4 separate regions of the Sus scrofa genome follow, and all the other regions are linked to region 2. A link is a contact called in public Hi-C and HiChIP or PLAC-seq data. All regions are on one chromosome and are shown on one strand. Each heading gives the region's core, a stretch centred on a gene start, on an enhancer-like site or on the middle of the called end of the contact. The rest is flanking DNA. Distances are from core to core; before and after follow the strand shown. Region 1 holds the start of CRY1 (cryptochrome-1). Region 2 holds the start of PRDM4 (PR domain zinc finger protein 4). Region 3 overlaps SYN3 (synapsin-3). Region 4 holds the start of TMEM263 (transmembrane protein 263).

What was found. Hi-C and Micro-C count contacts between places; a contact is called where the count stands out from the background. HiChIP or PLAC-seq counts read pairs in DNA pulled down with a chosen protein or histone mark.
Region 1: an H3K27ac HiChIP or PLAC-seq map of alveolar macrophages shows a contact between it and region 2. The contact joins the promoter of CRY1 here to the promoter of PRDM4 in region 2. A contact is called at or near these places in 1 of 5 promoter capture datasets (fetal skeletal muscle) and 1 of 2 datasets of contacts at active chromatin or transcription factors (alveolar macrophages).
Region 3: a Hi-C map of embryonic fibroblasts shows a contact between it and region 2, with 1.9 times the contacts expected there. The contact joins the enhancer-like site here to the promoter of PRDM4 in region 2. A contact is called at or near these places in 1 of 5 promoter capture datasets (fetal skeletal muscle), 1 of 47 Hi-C or Micro-C datasets (embryonic fibroblasts) and 1 of 2 datasets of contacts at active chromatin or transcription factors (skeletal muscle).
Region 4: a contact with region 2 is called in a Hi-C map of skeletal muscle, with 4 times the contacts expected there. The contact joins the promoter of TMEM263 here to the promoter of PRDM4 in region 2. A contact is called at or near these places in 1 of 5 promoter capture datasets (fetal skeletal muscle) and 2 of 47 Hi-C or Micro-C datasets (both in skeletal muscle).

Annotation. Positions count from the first base shown.
Region 1 is chr5:13,273,699-13,279,167 of Sscrofa11.1, reverse strand. It overlaps CRY1 (cryptochrome-1), which reads right to left and starts at 3,619. Exons shown (of 18, transcript XM_021091562.1): 1 at 2,834-3,619. The coding sequence starts at 2,991.
Region 2 is chr5:12,636,110-12,641,705 of Sscrofa11.1, reverse strand. PRDM4 (PR domain zinc finger protein 4) reads right to left here and starts at 3,316. Exons shown (of 12, transcript XM_005655523.3): 1 at 3,198-3,316; 2 at 2,578-2,844. The coding sequence starts at 2,588.
Region 3 is chr5:12,070,543-12,076,778 of Sscrofa11.1, reverse strand. SYN3 (synapsin-3) reads right to left here. Exons shown (of 14, transcript XM_021091548.1): 3 at 1,463-1,520. Among named protein-coding and RNA genes, the nearest start is that of MIR9790, 45 kb to the right of the region's middle. Within about 2 kb of position 4,613, at least 35 of the 83 cell types and tissues checked have an H3K27ac peak or open chromatin away from gene starts, as enhancers often do. A contact at or near this core is called in embryonic fibroblasts, where this site is marked.
Region 4 is chr5:13,394,165-13,399,652 of Sscrofa11.1, reverse strand. It overlaps TMEM263 (transmembrane protein 263), which reads left to right and starts at 2,241. Exons shown (of 3, transcript XM_021091567.1): 1 at 2,241-2,447. CRY1 (cryptochrome-1) reads right to left here. Exons shown (of 18, transcript XM_021091562.1): 16 at 1-3,271.

The DNA.
Region 1 (5,469 bases), core at 2,370-4,869, 640 kb before region 2:
ATTTTAAGCATTTTACATTTGTTACTAATTCTAACAATCTCACGAAGAGGGAATTATTACTATACTACTGTTAAGATATTAATAGATTAAAATGTTACATTTATCATCTTATTCCAGAATGAACACTGACACTAATTCTGCTAATGTACTATAATTATCTCCTATCTTAAAAAAAAAAATCCTCTCTTGACTTCACATTCTTCTCCAGGAAGTACACTGTTTCTCTGAATCCCCTAGAGCAAAACTTCTTAACTTCTTAAAAGAGCTGTATATATAAGTTGTCTCTCCTCTCAGCCTCTCTCTTGAATCATTCCTCTGACACTACTGAAACCACTCAGTAGTGTCAAGATTATCAATGATTATGAATTATTAGTAGTCAAGATTATAAATGATCTCAAAACGCTAAATACAGTTTTTAATTTTCAGTCCTCATCTCACTTGACCAGCAACTTGACGGACAAAGGTAAAACAGTTTCTTTCAAACACTCTCTGTCCTTCTCTACTTGCCTTCTAAGACAGCATATTCTTCTGGGCTTTCTCATCTTATTAGATGTTGCTTCTCAATCTCCTATGCTGTTTCTTCCACAGCTCCACAATTTCAACACATTAGAGGCCCAAGGCTCATTTCCTGATTTTGGGTTTTGGGGGTTTGTTTTTCTTCTGGGTCTTTTCCTTTTTATTTTTGTGGCCTCACCTGCAGTTGGAAGTTCTTGTGCTAGGGGTCAAATGAGAGCTGCAACTTAGACCTATGCCACAGTCACAGCAACAGTGAATCCAAGCCGCATCTAAGACCTACATGGCAGCTTGTGGAAACACTGCATCCTTAACCCACTGAACAAGGCCAAGGATGGAACCTGCATTGTCACAGAGACAACATTGGTTCCTTAATCCACTGAACCACAACGGGAACTCCCCAAGGCTCAGTTCTTGGACCTCCTCTCTTTTCTACCTATACTCACTCTCTTAATGTTCTGATATAGTCTCATGGCTCTACTAGAATGTAGCTTCAACAAGGTAGAGATTTTTTAGCTATTTTATTTATACTGAATGCCCTGCACCTAAAAGTATCTGGCATGTAGATGAATGACCTGAATTTGTTCAATGAATGAATGGATTAATAAATGGCTTTAAATATTATCTATAAACTGATAATTCTCTAATTTATACCTCCTGCCTGGGTCTCTGTCCTTAGCTGCAGATATATCCAACTGCCTATCCGCTGTCTCCACTTGGATGTGCAATAAACACCTCAAAATTAACCAAGTTCAAAAGAGAACTCAAATCACCCTTTCAATGGCCTTTCCCACTAATCACTTAGCAAAAAGCAGCTCCATCCTTCTCGTTTCTCAAGTCAAAAAAATTTACATCATTCCTAATTCCTTCTCTTTCTCTTATGTCACACATACAATCTGTTGACAAATACTGTGTGTTCTGCCTTCAACATACACGCAACATTTGACTATTTCTCACTATGTCCACCATGATCACTACAGTCTAAGCCATTATCATATCTCACCTGGATGAAAGCAATGAACTGCTAACTGGTCTTCCTGCTTCTTGCCCACCTCCACTCTACAATTCAGTCTGTTCTCAGAACCACAGCCAGAGACTTTTTTAAAAGCTTGATTCAAATCACATCACTTCTCTGCTCATACTCCTACAGTTATTCCCACTTTGCTATGAGTAAAAGCCCAAATCTTGACAACTGCCTATAAAGCTCTACTCAATCTGGCCCATTACATCTTTGACCTCATTTACTACTTTTCCTCTCATTTACTCTGCTCCAGTAGATCGGTTTCTTCTGCTATTCTTTCCAAAGGTTAAGAATATCTCCATCTCAGGACCTTTTATCTTACTGTTCCTTCTCCCTGGAATGCTTTTCCTTAGGTATCTGTAATCTATTACTTGCTTCATCATCTTGCTCAATATGGGTTTTTCCCTATCACCATATTTTAAATTGCAACTCCAATCCCACCCCGTCGTATTTTTCATCCCCTTTCTCTGTATTTCTGCACATCATTTATCACCACTAAATACTATATACTTTCTGGGACATGTCTTCAAAAAGGACAAGAATTTCTGTCTGTCTCATTCAATAACTGTATCCCTGGTGTTTTAAACAGTGCCTGGTATACAGTAGGTGATCAATAATCTGTCAGCTGAATGAATATTCTCATTCCACCAGGCGGTCTAACAATCATCTAGCCTGGCATTTCGAGAAAAGATGGTAAAACTTCTCTAAGATTTCTTCCAGTGCTCTGAATCCTAGGATTATACTTTGCTTAGAAAGAAAAACTGTGCTGTGTCTAGTCAACCACAAGGAGGAGTTGAAAGAGTTGAGCAAAGGGAAATGTAGTCTTCCTTGCTTTTCCCAAAACAACCTCAAGGTGGAAGAAAACTGGGTTTGGAGGCGACAATACTGAATGAATGATTTTCTCCATTCTATGAGTTACCTAGACACACACAAACGTAAACATTAAAAACCGCAATCCCTTCAGTGTCACACGGCGGCCAAGGAAATCAATCCATGGCCACTTAATTGGAAGGGGTGGTTCTTTAACTCCCCCACTAAGAATTTTCCATAAACGCAGAAGAGTCCTCATCAGCACAGAGATACATAACTCATAGCTGAAGGCCAAGGTGTTCCAGGCTGCCGGCACTCTTCGGCCAGAGAACCATTAAGCCCATTCTATTTAATGCTTAAAGCACCTGCAATAATTAAAACTGCATAAGCACAGCGGTCCCAGGTCTACATTCTTAGATGTGGTCGATCGCACGTAAAGTCCCAATTCATGAAACAACGAAATCAATTTCTCACAGGATTTTGACTCACCTCCACCTGTTGATGCCCACATTGGAAGAGCCGGCGAACCAGGGGTCGAGGATGTAGACGCAGCGGATGGTGTCGGCGCCCTGAATGCACTCCTTCAGGGCGGGGTTGTCGTGAAGCCGGAGCCCCTTTCGGAACCAGTGCACCGCGTTCACCCCCATCCCGGGGGCGCGGTGGGCGGCAGGCGGCGCGGCGGCGCCGCCGAGTTCCTGCCCCGAGAAATTCAGGGCAAGAGGGTCCAGCTCATAACCGACACCCCCGCTTCCAGGAGAATCGCCGCACCCAAGGAGTGAGGAAAGGGCAGCAGAGCGGGGAAAGGAAAAAATGAGTCCGAGTAGGGGACCCGCGAGGGAGAGGGCGCTGCCCGTGCGGCTGGAAGATGAATGGAGATTGCCCAGTCAGCGGAGTCCTGCCGTGACGCCCTTTAAGAGCCGGCACCCGCCACGACCGCCTGGATGAGACGCCTAACTTCGAGGGCTCCGGACCCCCGGAGGATGAGCAAGTTCCACGAGCCCGAGCCGCCACGACGGCCCGAGCCGGCGCGGGCAGCCCCAGGAGATTCGTCACGGAAACCTCGCCCCACGGAGGCGGCCCCTGAAGCGCAAACGGCCCGCCTGAGGCAAACCACCGACAGGGAGGAGAGAGAATTCAGCGACTGTCGGCCACGCTACCTCTCGGCCCAGGAAAGAGGCGTGAGGACGGAACGCTGAGGCGGTGGTCAAAGCCGCTGGACGGTTGCCGGCCCGAGACCGGTCCCGAGGCTGCCCGGGTGACTCCTCCGCCACCGCCGCGTCAGCGGCCTTGGCCCCGCCCTCGGCTCCTCATTGGACAGAGCGCTCCCCACGTGACCCCCGGCACCTCACGTTTCTGAAGTGTGTTTACTACAGCGGCTCTGACTGGGGACTCTGCTCGCTATTCAGTCTCTAATTTTTAGACGGCAGCCGCTCCATCTCAAAACCGTCGACCCTCGCCCAGACGCTAGACTCTCTGCCTCTGTCCTTTCCTCCGCGGACGAGTCGCCGTTGCCTGAAAGCGCCCACGGTGACCAGAGGCCCCGTGTGAGGCAAGATTTAGCCCCGCCCTCGGGGGCCGTGAGCGGCCACCATTGGCCGAGGCTCTCCGAGACCCGGATGAGCACGGGTATGCGGGGAGTTCGCGAGCGCGCGCTCAGTTCCGGTAGGCGCGCGTGCGCACTCGCTGCCTTACGGAGGGAGGCGAGGAAGGCGGGGCCGGGCTGCTGGAGCGCGCTTGGGGCTTTTTCCCGGGGGGTTTCGGGGGAAGGCCAGGAAGCTTCCTGGTGTCTTAACAGGAGGCGGTGGGGGCGCCAGGTGGGGAGTGCGGGCGGTATGCGGTGAAAAGAGCGGAGTAAGAGGCTCCCCTTAGACGTGGAGCCCAAACCATGTGCTTCCTTCCAGCTTGACTGCAGAACCCAACCCTGCCTTGGAGCGTGTAGAGCTGGCGTCCTTCTCATTCTTGTGGCCCTCGAGGCAGAGCACCCTTGCACGTGCTCTGGGGAAGAGGGGTAATTCATAGGATTGGTGCCAGGTGTTACTGCAATTCCTTGATACCATCTGTATATTGTCAACTTGTCAGCCCTAGTTTCTTAAAGTTGGTGCGGTTTATAGGGCTCTTTGTGATGGGGCCTTTGCCTACCTTTCTAGAGGCAATGCTTCATGCTCCAGAGCCTATTATACTTTTAAAAAGTGTTTCATGTTTCATTTTAGGTAGTTTGAAAGTAAGCAGATTGTGTCTAAAGACACAAGAATTATTTTCAAGCATCCAAATGCAACAGTTGTAAGTAGTATTGATTTGTGTAGAATTGCCTTATTTTTGCCTATTGTCCATTCAATAAAGAAGGGTTTTTTTTTTTCTTAAATAGCTGTATGTGGATGTATGTAACTTTCATTACACCTAAAAGTACTAACTTTTTATAAAAGCATCAGTACTGTCAATTGTGCATTCCTCAGAGACTGAAGGGTTTTTAATGGCATATAGATTGTTAATATATCTTTGAGAGGAGTAACCATTTAATAAAAACTTTGACTTAACACCTACTATAGGTCAGGCACTTTATATTGGTTATTATGAGCCCTCATAATAATCTTATGAGGCAGCTTAGTATTACTTAATTTATGCCCACTTTGCAGTTGAAGACATTGAAGCTTCGAAATAAAAATAAATAGATGAAACACCAAGACTGTTTCTGAATCCAAAGCTCTTTCCTTATCACATCCCTCACTGACACCACCACTCCTGTTTTTGTTTTTGTTTCCAGAGTGAGTGTTTATGCATGAAGAAAGATGGTGTGGGGAGTATTGTTAGGAATCTCATGTAATTCTGGTTGACTCCAACATCCTGGTGGTGAAAAGAGTATGGGACTAAGAGAAAGAGAGTGGATAATATCTCAGCTCCTCATTAATTAGTTGATGATCTTGAGCTAGTCATCTAGGCTTTCTTGGACTGCTTAATTCATGTATAAAAGGGGAAGGATTGAACTAGATAATTCATAAGTTCTCTACACTATTTTAAAATTCTAGGATTCTATAAGCACAACCCTGCCATGGGCTCAAAAATAGCTATGAAGAGTCCTCCTAAATATTCTTTGAACTACAAACTGTGTTAGAAAAATCATTATCGCT
Region 2 (5,596 bases), core at 2,067-4,566:
CTCCACAGATCAGCATTTTATTAAAATTCTGTATAGAGACCTTAATAATTAATCAATGATCTTAGTAACATCCTCCCCATATCAAGGTTCACTAGATAAGCTTTGCTAAATATTTTATTAAAAATTACTTCATATCCTCTCATCAATTCTTCAAAATAATGGAGGAAAGAGACTCAAAAGAGGGCTCTTCATATGCCCCAAATCACACAGCAGTGCAGTGGAAGAACATCGATCATGCCACAAGATACCAGCAAAAAAGTTTTTCATTACACCAAACTTGTTTTATTTACAGATCATTTTTGGCAGGCTGAAGAACCTAAGAATTGCCTTTTCTATGCAATCCATCTTGTAGTGCCATTAGCATTGTCATTAGAATAAGAGTAATACTGATTTGAACAAGACATTGTTGGAGGGTGTTATCAATGAGTATTAGTTTCTATGTCAGAATTTAGAGACTGCCATATTATAAACATAATTTCAAGAGGCTACCCAAGAGGTTATCCAAAGGTCACCAGTGACCTCCAATCCCTATCTTGGGTCTCACGGTCATGCAAGTTCTTCTGTGTGTGCCTAAACATGTAATTATTGAATCTAATCTTTATAACTACTGTGAGGTGGGCATTATTCTTAATCCCATTTTAGAGATGAGTAAACTGAGACCCAGGCTGAGAAAATTAAGCCAAAATTACTTAACTGGTTAAGCGGCAGAGTCTGGACTTAAATCCAGGTCTGCCTAATTTGCAAAACTAGTCAATCACAGAATTGGGATTTAAATCCACGTCTGCCTAATTTAAAAAACTTGAGCTCTTAACTATGACAGAAAAAGACAATTATGATAAAAGAACCTTTTTGCCTTTTATAGTTCCAACACTTTAGGATCCGTGTATTTACATTGTGGGGTATGTTTAAAGTCCCACACAGACCTGTTCCTGCACTATTCTATATCCACAGGCTTCAACCTTACCCCAGGCCAGGTATCTCATAAAACTAAGCTCCCAGACATTAATAAAGTGTACAAAGCCAACTGAAGGTAGTACCTGGCATAGAGCAGGCACTCTGAAATATGCATCTGGTTTAGATACAGAAATGCAAACTCACCCTTACTAAAAAGACAATAAGAATCACATGGCAAATGAGATACATCTTATGAAGGACAGCACATTAATAACATATTTAATTATGCTGTATAAGAATGCAAAAATCCTTACAGCCTAAAGAAACCATAGCTACCTTAATTGTCAAAGTTTCTGGGCTTGGGATGGTTTAAAACAGACTTTTCCTGTAACTCTTTATAGCTGCAAACATTAACTAAAACTTTATAATCACAAGAGCAGTAATGATCTACAAAAAAAGTTACAGTAAGTTTTTTAAGTACAGCAGAAAATATAACACTGTAAATCAATTATGTTTCAATAAATACTTAAAAGATAAATCCATCAGCATCTCATTTGAAAAAAGATTTTTTAAAGTACAATTAAACGTCTGTAGCTTCAGATCGCATGCTGAAAATCTGACTTTTAATCTGTATACTTAATCTCAAGATAAAAATCAAAATGGTGTTTCTAAATTGACTCCTAGGCCTTCTCAAACCAGTTCAAACCAGAGTTTAATGTGAGAGGCTCAGCAGATTTCTGCTTTGTCGTGAGTCACTAAAATGTGATGACCTCAGCAGTCATAAACCAAAGGTAACTAGTATCCCACAGAGAGAAAGCAGATGAAGGAATTTACAGTATGAGCCTCACAAGGCTCGCTCATTCCAAAGGGCAATTCTATTCTAGCTACTTCTCTCATGTGGGATTCTAGGAAGCAATCTTGGGAGAAGAGCCAGAAATCAAGATCCTAAGCTCACTCTTTTCCCCTATGCTTTCGCTGCAGAATCAATCCCTTCATCATTTCTAGTTTATGTGACCTATGCATGAACCATCTGTTGATCTTATAACTTCTTATAATGACATATAAAAAGCTAACTGAAATGCAGCCATTTTGCAAATGCAATGGACAGTTTCAGTAACTGGAAAGAATTTTTTTCTTAATCTTCCTTGTCCTCAACATACAACCTAGGAAAGGGGCCCTAAAAAGAACAGCCAAATGTAGCTATATGTCTTTGGTACACTTCTGCACTGTACTGGCCTGGTACCACAAACTACTTTCAACATTAACACGAAGCCTGCAGAATTAAAAACTTTATTTCTCTACATTACCAGCCAAGCCAGATGGGGACCAACAAAATTCAAGGTGAAGCATGGTGATGAGCTAAGAATACACTTCGAAATCTAGATCAAAATTTTATTAAATGCGCATATAACTCAAAGGCAAAGATAAAATGTTAAACAGCCAACAATCGACGTATAGCTATTTGGAACGACTACTCACACTTGGAGAAAATCAAGTTTAATGAGAGTAAACTCAACTCAGCACTACTTTCTGGATTTTTTTTGTTCCCTTTGGGACACAAATCCATTTGCAAATCGCACCTGTAACCTGCCCAATGGCACCAAAAACAAAGACACTCTCAAGTCTCATCTTCTAGATGTTTTCCAAAGATGTCACCAGCGCTGAGCCCACCAAGCTACTCACCTGTGATGCATCTGCTGGGGGCCAAATGTCAAAGAAAGGCGCACACAGGTGGCGGGGAACCGGCATCAGGGTTTGCGTTCCAGGGTCACGTGCTACCGCATCTTGCTTACAACCGCTGCACAAACGCGGCCCCTCGCCCCCGAGGCCGCCCGGGGCCGCCCAACTTCTCCCGAGGGCCCGCGGCCGCGCACCCCGCCGCGAGATGGGGCATGCCGGGGGACACCCGGGGCCTTTCCTCCAGAAGCTTCGGGAGGGGGACTGCGCAACCTAAGAGGGAGGACAAGGGCGGTCACCAAAGCACGGGAAGGATGCAGCCCACGTCCCCTTGCCGCCGGAGAGCCCGGGCCTGCGGACACCGCTTCCCAAGGGCGGCCAAGTCGCTCGCCCGGCCGCCGGCAAGGGGCCCGCAGGCCGCCCTCGCCCCGCCCCGCCCCGGCCAGGCCCGCGCGCAGCCCACCTGCCGGCCGCGCGGGGGGCGCACGCGCCTGCCCCACCGCTTTGTTCCTCATCCAGGCAGAGCTCGCCGCGGGGCCCTCCCCTCCCGCACGACCCCGCGCCCCGAGGGCCGCTCGCCTAACGTTTCCCGCCCGGCCCAACCCGCGGTCTCCTCGGGGCCGCACCCTCCAAGGCGCGTTTCCGACTCCTCAGCCACTCTCCGCGCCCGCCGCTCCTCCCTCGTGCGTGCGCCCCTCCCCGCCGGGAACCGCAAGCAGCGCCCACCGCCGGCTCGCCCCTCCCCAGCCCACCCCACCGTCTCCTGCCGCGCGTGCGCACCGCGGGGACCTGGGCCGGAGGGGGCCGGGCCGCCTGAGGATCGGCCGGGAGCGCCGCGTCTCAGTCGGCCCGGGTCGAGTCGAGCGCCGAGCTATCGACCCTGTTGCTAAGCAACCAGGGCTGACGTGTAAGGAGGGAGTGGGTTCTGAGTCCCATAAATCCCCCAGACTTCAGGTTTCAGTCCTCGTGTCATTCTCCTGTTAGGAAAGCGTAAGTCCACACATGCCCGCAAGGTTTGAAACAAGGGCCTTAACCCAGAGATGTTGGCTGTTGTTGCCCAGGAGGAATTGGGATTTTATCCCGAGTATTTGTCAACACAGGTTACACCTATAGGTTACTCAGCTTCCCTGCTTGAAGTCATAGAGTGCAGGGTTTGGGATTTTGTGTACATTTCCTTCTTCCTTTTTTTGCTCTTCGTCCCCTACTGCATGCCAGGCACTGTGTCAAGCCCTTGGGATACTGAGATGACTTTAAAGGAAAATGTTCCCAAGTTCACGGCAATTGAACATGGAAACACCACCACACTACGCTGCCATTCACCAGCAGAACTGTAGAGACCCAGGAATTCTCTCATTCCGAAGACATTTAGTGAATTACATCTCAAACAAAGGGATGCAAAATAACAGGTCTTGACTTTCGACAGCTTGCCGAGTAGTGGAGACTGGTGAGTTTTGAGAATTAGATCTTGTGAAAGACAGATGCACATACAGTGTTTTGGATGAGAGCCTGAAGTGGTGTCAACTCGTATAATCTTTCCCTTCCTTTACCTCTCATACGGAGAAAGAATATTCCAAATTGAGGGAGCTAATCACTGAACATTGGCACGTCACAATAGTTTTCCTCCCTTATTTGGCAACAATACCTAAATCAAGAAAGTCATCATACCACAAGGAAGTGAGAGACAATATCCCCTAAAATGCCACATCCATCCAGGGGCCTAGGGAATGATGATGTGTCTTATAAAGGCTAAATTAGTTCTCCCTGGTTTTCCATGCCTATTCTTTTTAAACAATTTTATTTAATTTTGGAAGTGTAAAATCAGGTCAGATAAATTTAAGAGCTAAAACTATAATGCTTACAGAAGAAAACATATGAGAAAATCTTTGTAACCTTGATAGGACACAAAAATCAGGGACCTCCAGGAGTTCCCCTTGTGGCTCAGCAGTAACAAACCCGACTAGTATCCATGAGGATTTGGGTTTGACCCCTGGCATCACTGGTAAGTATCTGGCATTGCCATGAGCTGTGGTATAGGTCCCAGACGTAGTCTGGAAGTGGCATGGCTGTGGCTGTGGTTTAGGCCAGAAGCTGCAGTTCCAATTCGACCCCTAGCCTGGGAACTTCCATATGACACATGTGCGGCCCTAAAACGCAAAAAGTAAATAAAAAGTATCCAAAAATCAGGAACCTCTAAATTTTGATAAATTGAACTTCATCAAAATTTAAACTTTTGGGGAGTTCCTGTCGTGGCACAGTGGAAACAAATCTGACTAGGAACAATGAGGTTTCGGGTTTGATCCCTGGTCTCCCTCAGTCGGTTAGGGATCCAGCATTGCCATGAGCTGTGGTGTAGGTCACAGACATGGCTCAGACCCCGCGTTGCTGGTGGCTGTGGTGTAGGCCGGCGGTGCAGCTCCAATTTGACCCCTGTCCTGGGAACTCCCACAAGCCACAGGTGCGAGCCTAAAAAGCAAAATAAATAAATAAACAAAATTTAAACTTTTGGTCTTAAAAAGTTTAAAAGTCAAAATAAAATGTCAAGCCAGAGATAGGTAGAAAATATTTGCAAAACAAGTATCTGACAAGGGACTTGTATCTGGAGTGTATAAAATACCCTTAAAACTCAATAATAAGATAAACAGCCCTGTTTGGGTTTTTTTTTTGTTTTTGTTTGTCTTTTTGCTATTTCTTTGGGCCCCTCCCTCACATATGGAGGTTCCCAGGCTAGGGGTCGAATCCGAGCTGTAGCCGCCGGCCTACGCCACAGCCACAGCAACGCAGGATCCGAGCCTCGTCTGCAACCTACACCACAGCTCACGGCAACGGCAACGCCGGATCCTTCACCCACTGAGCAAGGGCAGGGATCGAACCTGCAATCTCGTGGTTCCTAGTTGGATTCGTTAACCACTGCACCATGACGGGAACTCCCCTGTTTGTTTTTTTAATGGGCAAAATACTTGAACAGCCATGTCACCAAGGAATATACATGGATGGGAGTTCCCATCGTGGTGCAGTGGTTAATGAA
Region 3 (6,236 bases), core at 3,364-5,863, 570 kb after region 2:
CTCCTCGAAGTCACTTCTGACTCCCTCAATTAATTGTGGCCTCTGGTGCCCACAGCACTAAGTCTGGACCTCTCTTTCCTGGATTCCACCTGGATTGAGATTCTGTGAAGACTCATCTTGCCTCTTTCTGAGACCACAAGCTTTTTGGGACAGAGCCTCTGCTTCTATATCCTCGTTCCCCACATGGTAGCTAGCTAGCATAGTAGACATTTGACAAATATTTGTTAAATGAACAAAAATAACCTGCTCTTTGCCATGGAAGGAAAACCAGTAGACACTGGACTGACTTGAAAGCCACAGGATTAAATTGAAATTCAAGCTGTAGGTGTTTTAATACTAAGCCAACTCAAATTTGATGCTCAAAAAGGCTTTCTGTTCCTCCAACACACCAAACTCAAAGAGTGCTGGAAAAGTCACACCCCACTATTTTTTATGGTGTTTTTCTGAGTTCATCTTATAGCAAGAACTTCTATGTTATTAACTGTTTGCCTTTGATGGTGATGATGATATTATGATAAATGGACAGCATTTACTAAATGTTGATACGTACCCGGTGCTGTTCTAAGTACTTTTCCTAGACTAACTCATTTGATCCTCACGGCTACCTTTGAAGATGACGACGCTATGATGACCCCAACTGTACAAGTAAAGAAGCTGAGCTTTAGAGAGCTTAAGTATTATTCAACCAACATCACACAGTTAATTGGTATTTGAACCTAGAATCTAGTTCCAGAGCTCATGCTCTGCTGTGCTCTCCTAAGGATAAGCATAGTGTTTGGTACTGAGTTGGTCCTCAACAATGTTCATGGAATGAAGGGGAGAAGCCCTCAATCTGGAGAGCACAAGGTCTAGTCCTTACTCTGCCTCTGACTTCCTATGTAGCCGTGGGCAAGTCTGTGCTTCTTTCCCCATAAAATGAGGGGTGTGGTTGTTGATACTGGTGGTAATAACAAGAGCCAGTATTTGAGGTTCTAATCTCTTTTGAGGCTTTACATAATTTAGTCCCAGCAACAATGATACAAAGAAAATGAGACACAGAAAGACTCACTTGCCTAATGCCTAGAAAATGGGAGAGCTGGATTCAAAACCCACTGTGCTCCTACATTGTGTGGCCCAGCCTAAGTGATTTCAGGGAGATGCCTTGAGGACCATGGTGGGGAACGGAAGGAGCTTTGAGGCTCCCTATGCCTCTTTCCATTAGAAGTTCTATGTGTCTCTGTTTTGTAAAATGGGTGTCTTCTGGAGATTCCCTCTGAATAAAAGGTTCTGTTGCTAAAACAAAAAGGTAGAAAACCACTGAACTAAATAATTCTGGAATTTAACAAGACTCCCAGATATAAACCAGGATTTTTCTGGTAATCTTGGCTCATTATAGTCACATAAGATGGGGACAGGTTGCTCCTAGGAATGGCTCCAGGTATAGAAAATGTCAGGGCAATAGCACAACTCAGTTCCAACCTACCTGTTCCACTCGGATCTCAATCTCTCCATTCACCTTCTTTCCATGGAAGTACTTGGCCCTGTGAAGAAGAAGAAATATACTGAGTAAGGATGCAGACTGCTTCACTCTTTTCTCCTTCTCCCAAAGGTACTACTCCACAGGTGTATGTCCAGACACATTCCCTACCTTCCTTCTCTCTCCTCCCTCCTGGGTGGATGATTTTTTCACTATTTAAATGTGTCACGTGGGAGAGGAGAAAGAGTACTGGAGGGGAGGACTGCAGACTCAGGTTCTGGTTCTGCCAAGTTGCTTTACCTCCCTGAATCCCAGTTTTAACCTCTGTAAAAGGAAGAGATTAATAACTACATGGTATGTTTCTAAACTTTTTTTTCTTTTTAGGGCCGCACCCATGGCATACGGAGGTTCCCAGGCTAGGGGTCGAATTGGAGCTGTAGCCACTGGCCTAAACTACAGCCACAGCAACGCCAGATCTGAACTACATCTGCGACCTACACCACAGTTCACAGCAACACTGGATCCTTAACCCACTGAGTGAGGCCAGGGATCAAACCCACATCCTCATGGATCCTAGTCGGGTTCATTAACCACTGAGCCATGAAGAGAACTCCCTATTTCTAAACATTATTTTAAGGATCAAAAGAGATAAAGAATCCCACATAAACAAATAGTGCAGAAGTAATTATGGATTTGAGTTAGACCCTATAGAATCTATAAAGGACTTATTAAATTGACCTATCCATCCCCTCATTTCTTTATTTGTTCATCTGTCCAATGAAGCAGACCTCATTTGTCTTTTGTCCATCCATCTATCTAACCACCCTTCCATCACCTTTCCTCCCACCCCCTACTTCTGTCTCCCCATAATCAGTAAATGACATCCCACCTAACCAGCCTCATACAAAGGGAATCTTTCACATAGTTTGTGAATTTTATCATGAATCCTTAAAGGTAGTGCTGATAAACCCCAAACACTGGGATAAGCTCATCTCTAATGTTTGTAGGGCCTGAGGCAAAATAATAAGTAGAAGCCTAGGTATCACAAGCCTAATATCTGAAATTTCTAAAGCCAGGAAACATTTAAATAAAATGTCTACCTTCCTTCCTTGACCAATACAACTTCATAATGACCTGGAAGGGTCAGAGTTTAAACTTCTCAGAATTCTTGGAGATATACCCAGAGTATGGTGGCATGAGAGTTGCCAGCTCTTGGTTGCCATCATCCTCCCTAATTCTCCTCCCATCCTCCTCTCTGCATCACTGGGGCTTCTTGTGCACACTTATGGGTAGCCCAGCCCAGGTGGCCAAGCTTCATCTCCTCACTCACACTCTCATCAATAGTTTTTTGGCCATGTCTGGGGAGGATAGATCAGGGAACCGGCCTGGAATTGGGCCTGGGTCCCTATGGGAAGTGAATTCTACAGTTCTGGGTACCCACTGCATGATCTCAGGGTGCAATCTGCAGGGTCCTCCTTTGCTGTCAGAAGGGGCATGGCTAGTAAGGCCAGAGCAGGACTCAGGGCAGGGGTCCCTGCGGCTTGGGTTTAGAACTACTGGATGATCCTGGGACCTCAGGATGGTATCTAATGAGTACATTCAATGGTGTACCGGAAAAAGCATGGATCTAGGACCACAGAGGCTTGGGCAAAATCTTAGCTCTCTAGCTTACCCATGGCGTACTCTAAAACGTACTTAACCCCTCCAGGTCACAGCGTCCTCATTTGTCAAGTGGTGATAACATCTACCAGCCAAAGTGTGGTGAGAAATTCACTAGATCCTCCCCACCCGTGGTACTAAGTAGAGTGTGTGGACCACCCGACATGATCCCAGCATCACCACTCGCTCGCTGTGCAACCTTGGGTAACTCACTCAGCATCCATGTGCCTCAGCTTCCACATCTGGAAAGCCGGGATAATCACAGTAATTATTCCACATGGATGTTAAATGAGGATTAAATGAGACACGACGTACAAGGCACTTAGAATGGTTCCTGGCACATAGTAAGCTCCAAAGTATACAGCCCAGGGCCTGAAACAGAATTGACAATGACAACAAAGAACCACTGAGTGTTTACTCTGTGGCTCCGGGCGCCATGTGCAGGGACCCCAAATGTAATCTTTACCCTTATGGAGGTTACAGAATGGAACACCTCATGTTGATCTGTCCCATCAGTGCAATAAGTGATTGATGATGATGCTGACGATAAACAGGTGGCACTGGCATAGAAGGCCTGCGCACCCATCATATCCCTCCTCCTATTGACCCCAGTGTCAACCCCTAGGAACAGTAGGGCTGGGACCAGTCCCCACAAGCTCAAAGTCACACAGAGCCCCTAAGCAGCAATGGTGAGGCAGATCTTGTGCTTTAAGATTTTTAGGATTCGGTCCAGACCCTCTAGGTCCTTCATAATCTGGACCCTGCTGACCTATGGCCCATGTCTTCTCCTGTTTTCTGTTCACCTCATGAGCACACTCAACTTCCTGTGACTCCTGTGCTTGTAGGATTCTGAGTCTTTGCATGTGCTGCTGTCTCCTCTGCTTGGTTACCTCTTTCTGTTTCCTTGAAAGCACCCCCCTAACAAGGCTGGGTTCGTATTCCTCCTCTGAGCTCCCATGGGGGCTTTGCTTAACAACCCTATAACACATACCACTCCGTGTTGGAATCACATGTTGTTTGCTGTCCCCTGCCCCCACAAACCTAGTCTGTGAGCTCCTGGAAACCCGAAACCGTGTCTCAGTGCTCACTGAATCCCCAGTATCCGGCACAACGTGCCAGGGCACAGGCACATGTCTAAGGAATGTTTGCTGACTGGGTAAATGAATAATGTTTCCAGGGAGAGGCCATGGGGCATCCCCTGCTCCAGGTGCTCTACTGCCATCTACTGGTACACTGTTGTAACACACAAATCCACACCCATCACAAAGTGGGGTCACCATTCAGGGTCCAACATGCACAACCAGCAGCCCTTAACGTGATCCTAGCTGGGAACCCAGAACATGCTGCCCTACACCAATACCACCCAAGCAGCTCTGGCCTCCATGGGCCTCACCTTCCCAGGAAAAACACTTGTTTGGGCAAGAAACACTTGCCCATCTCTGGAATGTTTACTGCAGGGCCTGCCAGACGGACTCAGGCTGAAGCTGAGGGTCAGGCGGTCCATCCCCCTGCCTGGCCGGGAGTCAGAAGTCTGTCTCCTGACAGGCCACACAGACTGCTGCCTCCTTGCCTGGGGCTCATTCAGGCTTGAGCAGCCTCTGAACAGTTCTGTCTGGCAGAGGGAAGGGTAGGGATGGTCTGGAATTCTAGATGCCTTGGGGGCTGGGGTTGCTGCCTCTATAATTGCCTGGCTATTTGACCTCAGGCAAAATGGATGACCCCACTGTGCCTGAGGGCTCTGTTTCCCTCATGCAGGCCTCTTCCTAATGCCCTAATATGTTATCCTCATAATGAGCTCCCTGAATACGCAGGCCAATCAGTCAAGTCCTTGGCCTTGGGAAGGGGTGGGGGGGAGCTCTTGATTCTATAAAGCTTCCATCTCTGTGGGTGGTCTCATATTTTACTGCCACATCAGAGGCACCAGGAAGGAGAATATTATAAAACCAGTGCTGCCTGGGGTGGGAAATCCCTGGTTTGGGGAGGCGGGATGTGGTGTGTGAGCAAGATTTATGGGGAGAGATACCGAGCTCTTTCATGGCTGTAGCAGGGGCAGAAGGAAGAGGAAAATTAGCACAAACAGGATCCACCTGTGTCCAAGCAGCGTCTTTCTAATAAATCCGTCTGGGATGGAGAGTCAGTGTGGCTAGGCCTTGGCGATGCCCTTACCAGGGAAGAGGGGTCAGGAAAGTTCTGTCTCAGGCAGAGCCCTGCCTGTTGGGGGGGTAGCGGGGGGCAGGGAGGCAGGGATCCAGCTCTAGAAACAGATTTTCATGTTTCTGATGCAACTGCAACATGTCCGTTGCACATTTGCAGCCTGGACAGAGCTGGGGGAGATGGATGACAGACCCCATAGGAGAACTCTGAAGGTGGACACCCTCAGGGTTTTCCCAGTTAGCAAGATGAGGAGGGGCACATGCCAGGTTGGATGGGTGGAGGTGTGGCAAAAGCAGGGCCAACTCAGAGATACAATTCTAGCTCCATTTATTTACTCCCAAGAATAACTAAAACTCCTGGTCCCCTCCCACTCCCAGATGGGGCCCACCAATGACAGAACAGCCTTGTCATACCTCTTTGCAACTGGGGGGCTCCAGTGAGTTAGAATGGGGGGCACCCTCTGAGGGTAACAAGGCTCCTCATTCCTGCACAGGGATCTGTGAAGGTAAGGTTGGTCAGACTAGGGTCCCAGGCCACAGGATGTGCTGAGGTCTCCCCACTGGTTTCTGATAGCAATAAGGAAGACTTGTATGGGCAGGTGTCTGGTCACAATCACATCATTTATTCACTCCCTCATTTAACCACTATTTACTGAGCCCCGTAAGGACTAGGCACCCTACTAGGCTTGGGGAGGGGAGATTGATACAGTCTCTGTTCTTGTGGAGCTAACAGGCTCTTGGAAAAGTCAGGAAACTAACCAGATGAAAAGAAAATGATGAATGCAATGAATGAGGTTAAAGGTAGGATGTGGGAGCAGGGAGATCTGACCTGGGGTGGTTGTACTAACGCTTGTACTAACCATCTACTGTGTGCCAAAACCTGCAGGCTCTAAGCAAACAGGGAAGATCACTCAGTTCTCGGCCTCAGGGGGCTTACTACCTAATAGCAGGGAGAGACCCATAAAGAG
Region 4 (5,488 bases), core at 992-3,491, 760 kb before region 2:
CAGAAAAAAAGAATTTGTTTTATTAAAAGGAAGTTACTGCTGAAAGGCATGAAGGTCTCATTATTTTGACATGATACAATCTTTCAGAAATACGTTTCATTTTTATAATCTAAGATGGGATTTCACAGAATGGGACTCAAGAACTCAGCACATTCAGCCTATAAAACAAACATGGCCTGACTTCCTTGAGGCTCTTTCTGCTATAAAAGCGTATCCCATATCAAGATAGCATCCTTCTGTAGAAGCCAATCCATCAAGACACTTAGTTTCATTTTAGATCTAGGGGTGGGTGAACATTGAGTGGTGCTATTCACTTTTACAGGTAAGAAAACTGAAACAGTAAGAAATGAATGCTGTCAGACTTATAAGAAATATATAACTACCTATACTTGAAGTTTCAGAAGATTCAGGTGAACTCAAAACCTCGCCCAAAGAACTGCTTTACATCCTGGTTGGTTTGAGATGGTTTCAACCCATTGTGGATTACAACTTCAATAAAAGCAAAAATGTAAAATCTCCCAGGAGTGGCTACAGTTTTACTAGTCATTTATATATTAAGGATTAAACTCTCCTGCAGAGAGAAAGAAGTGGAAGGGGAACAAGAAACTGTGTAATCGTGCACCTCATAATTTTGCCTAGCATTCACATTGGAAAGATCACATTTTAAGTGGTTGCTGTGATAACAGGAAAATAGAGTTGTTATGTACCTCTTTCACATGTTGAGTAGACACAACAATCCATAGATCCTGCTAACAATTCAGATCATATTTTAAAGTGACAAGATTTTTGCATCTCTCCTTTAACTTCTGGAAAACTAAAATATCTTGATAGTCTCAGAACAATGGTCTAAGAAGATATGAGTTGCTGCTTTGATAAATCAATGACTAGGCAGAAACCATAAACCATATTTAGGCCATTCCATTCAAGACCTGGCTCAATGTAAGCTTCTTCCAGGATGCTTTCCTTGGTTAGCACGTCCTTTTCTGAGCCTTGCCAACAGTTATTACTCAGTTGCACCAAACTGATTATTTTGCATTTGAAAAAAAAATTGTGTGACCTTATTAGTTATCAAACATACTAAGACAAGCGTGTTTTGTCTTGCTAATCAATCTGTGAAGGAAGACCTGACACTTACATACACATATAGGAATTCAGTTTATAAAGCCCTTTCACATCCATCATTTCTTTTGATTCTCTAGAAAAACCTATCTATGATGGACTTACTGTAATCTTCATTTTAAAGGTGTGGAAAATGAATAGATACCCCTTCTCTAGTTTAGCAGCCTTTTCACCACTTATCTCGTTCAGTCCTCGCAACCACCAAGCCGTGAGGTGAGATGCCTCACCTCACAATGGGTTCAGGGCCTGACAATATCCTCTTACCGCTGCACTCTTCTCACCACCTTCCAGAACCGCAAGCAGAGCCTCAGCCTAGATGGGGAGACCTGAAGATGCACCACGCTAGGCGGCAGGTGGCGAGGGAGGGGCGCGAAGCCAGGATTCCTAATTCCAGGTTTCCAACTCCCTCCTCTTAGCTACTAAGCACCCACTCTCTTCAGCCAACTGAAGAGAGTGGGCCCCTGGCGAGCCCTCAGCACTGCGAGAGCGGTGGGTGACGACGACTGATCACAGGAGTTCTTCCTTTTAAGAACCTCAGGTCTAGGGCAGAAGAGACTTAATAATAATAATAATAATAATAATAGAGCAAGTCCTCTCTGGTCACCCCTGTCACCTGGGCAGTAAAGGCACGTCGAGAGCCCCAAACTGAAAGGCGCAGAGAAGTCCCGGCTGGCGACCGTCCCATGTTCCTTCGGGCCAACGTTCTGAATCCCTAGCGACCGTTACTAGCAACTAAAGCCAGAGTCCGAGAAGCAGGCGGCTCCAGCGCTTGCGGGCCGCAGCGCCTCAGCCTACGCATGCCCGGGGCTCTGAGCCCCTCGCCCGATCTGATTGGACCGAGGAGGAAAGGGGGCGGGAGGCCCCAGGCGGAGGCGCGCTCGCAGGCCGGCCCTGGGTTCTCGCGGTGGCACCTAGCGGGCGAAGGGGCGGGAGCTTGGCCTGGGAGCAAGGGGGGGGGGGGGTGTCGCGCGTGCGCACCTCGGGAGGCGACTGTCTGGGGGCTGCTGGGAGGGCTGGGCAGTTCGAGAAACGGGTGGGCGTGTGCCGGGTGGGCGCGGGAGGGGCTTCGTGTGCGCTTGCGCGTCGAATCGCGAGCCGCGGGAGGAGGCGGGAACTGAGGAGGCGGTGGAGGGGGCGGGTCGCGTCCGGCGCCACGTCCGCAGCCAGAGGCCGCCGTCGCCAACCGAGTGTTCTGGTTCCACAGCCAGAGGAGGCGTCTCCGGAGCTCGCAGTTGACCCAGGCTGTGCCAGCCGCTCAGGCCGCCTCAGCCCTCCTCGGTGCTGCCCGGTCTTTTCGCCCGGCCCCGGCGTCGGCCCCCGACCCGGCGGTAAGTCAGGCTGGAAGGGTAGAGGGCGCCGTCTCGGCTTCTTTTCCTCCTCTCTGTTGCCTTTTTCCGTTAGCTCTTCAGCACCTCACCGCCTCATTCTCTGGGCCTGGCTGCTGGGAGTTGGGCCTTTTGGGGGGACTGAGCGGGGAAGGGGGAGGGGCGAGATGATGTTGGGGGCGGGTGGAGGTTCGTTGGCACGGTTGCCCCCTCTTACGGGTCTTTTCCTCCTCGGTGGTTTGAGATTGCGACCCTTCTTGGAAGCATCTGCCTGACTTCTTAGCTCCTGGGGTGTCGGGTTGGGGGAATGGGGGTGGGAGGGCGTCAGCAGCCTGGGAGATGAGAGGAATGTGGCACAGGGCCTGGGTGCTGGGCTTCCCCTCCCTGCTAACTCCTAACCTGTTGATAAATCATTCTCTTGGGTTCAGGTCCCCAGTGGGCATTCACCGTGTTCTTCACAGGTAGCCCTACCCGCCCCCTCCGTGCATAACCTAAACTTGAAAATGTAGCAATGGAGAGAGACGCTGATGGCACCGGGGGCTGCTGGAGCACCCATCAGTGCCGTCATTGCCTTCTGAGTCTAAATAAAATTCGTGTCTGCTATATACACACGCATTCTCAAGTCTGGTCCCCAGGTTCCTACTTCCAATCAGATCCTCTTTCCTAAACAGATCTCCTCTTGTATGTTAGAATAGGAATTCTGGAACCCTGTGGGAGTGCGGGTGTGCTGGGTGTCCAACGTGGAGCGGAGGGAGGAGGTGCTGAGCTCAGCCCTAGCCAGGGCTCCTCCAGGGTCATTTTCTGCTTCTCCTGCCACGTCACTCCCTCTGGTAAAGAAGAAGGAAAAAAAAAGTACTTGCTAGTGCCCAAAGGGATCCGTGGGGGTTGAGAAGGGGCCACTGGGAAAGGTTTCGAAACACCTAGAGAAAGAGGAGAGTTTGATTTATTATGTCCTTGTGAGCACTTGTGCTGATTCTAAATGAAAATACTTAATTTACTGTGTGCGATTATTTGCTATTGTTTAACCTATGTAAAACTTGCACTGGCGTGGGTGCTCTAAAGGGCTTCCCAAGAGTATTGATATCATTCCATCAACAGGTATATATGTGTGTGTACGTGTCCACGTCTGCTTTTTTTAAAGAAAGAGGGAAGTAACCTTGAATAAACCCTTATGCATCCTGTTTTGATTTTTTTCCACTTTCATTTCTTTAGTTTTTGTTATAACGTGTACTGGAAAACAGGTTCAATAAAAATATGCCCATATGTAGAGAACATCGTTAGAAAAGTTACCGTGTGAGGTCCATTTTTTAAAAGTCCAGGAATGTCTTTGCCTTTGTTTCAGTCATTGAGTATTTGCTGTTTTTCCTCTTTCTGAAGGTATCTTACTGCATTATATATAAACACCCTCAGAGTAGGCCTTTACATACTTGTTCAGGCTGAAACCTCAGTGCCTAACACAGTGTAAACCTCAGTGCCTAACACAGTGTCTGACCTGTAGTAGGGACACAGATAGCTGTTGAACTAATGAGGAATAATTTAGTGAAAATGACTGGTGTACTGGTTTGATAGCTTACTGTAATTCTGCTTGATGTTCCATTTAAGGGCTACACTTAAAAATTGCCATTTGATAGTGTCAGTCGTTACTTGTCAGGAGATGGTCATTTATAGGTTTTACTGGCAGATTACTTTATTTCCCTGCTAGATTCAGTGCATTTCTTGTAGTTTACGTGTTGTTGATTTAATGGGCAGGGGCCATTTTTAAAAGCAGCCTGTTGGTTAAGTAGAGAAGCCTAAAAATAGTAAGTTGGTGTTTTAATATACACTGTTGATGTGTGTGAGTTAAAGCTCTGTATAAATATATTTTTGAAACTCCTCGTAGTTATTTAGCAAAGAAACTAAAACATGGGAATGAGGATGTGGCGGAGTCCCTATATATAGAATGTGTAGAAGAATTTAGCTAATTCATTTACAGTCTTTTTCTTATAAGGAAATTGGCACTTACTGTTTAATAAGAAATTTTTGAAGTGGCTTTGAAGAAAAACTGTTGTGCACTGTATTTTGTGGTTAGGCTTCACAGACAGTGTGTTAGTGCTCTTTAACTTCCCTTGGTACACAGAGGGTTGTTGAGCCATAGGCACACTTGAGTACTGTTTTCAGATTTTGTTTTTACGATCAGTGAAAACTTTATATAAAAAATGTTACAGATATCCACAAACAACATTGATTCTTTGTTTTCTTTTCTTGCCTTTTTTTTTTTTTTTTTAAGAAGGGGGTCCACAGAGGCATTTGTTTACTTATTTCTATTATTAGAGGAAATTATCCTTTGGGGAATAGTGTTGTTTTAAATCCTTGCTCAATGTATTTGCCAGATGCTATATCTATGATACTATTGTACAGGACAAGACTTATTTCTCCTTAGCCTGAAATGCTTAAAGGAACTGCTGATATATTGCAGTCTATAGAAAAGAAGTCTTTCACACTTCACAATGTCTTAAAAAAACATTTATGACTAGTTTTAGTTGGTACTTTAGTTTGTTCGTATGTCAGGACCAAATGGTAAAACTGATTTATGTCCATAGAATAAGTTAAATTATTTATCCTGATCTAATGGCTGTTTTTTGTCTTTATTGCCTTCCTTAGAAAAGTATTTTTTTAGTAGAAATTTGTGTGCATTATGAGTTCCTATACTTTTTTTTTTTTTTTGGCTTATGAATGAAACTAAATTGATAAAGTGCAGGAAAAGTATATCCCTCCTGGATTGTAAACTCTGGCTTAGAGTAGTCCTGTGTGTGTGTGTGTGTGTGTGTGTGATCACACTGTAGCCTTTTGTGCCTAGCAGGGTGCCTGGCACATAGCTGGAATCCAAATATATGTTGAACAAATGGCTCAATGAGTCTAGGGCAGATGGTTTGTGTAGAATTTAATACTGTTTTATAAGGCTAACATTTTTTAATAGTCCTTTTAAAACTCTTACTGTCAATTATTTGTCTTCACATGTATACTTTAAATTTTACCTCTTCAGTTTTGGAGATTAGAGGTGTATT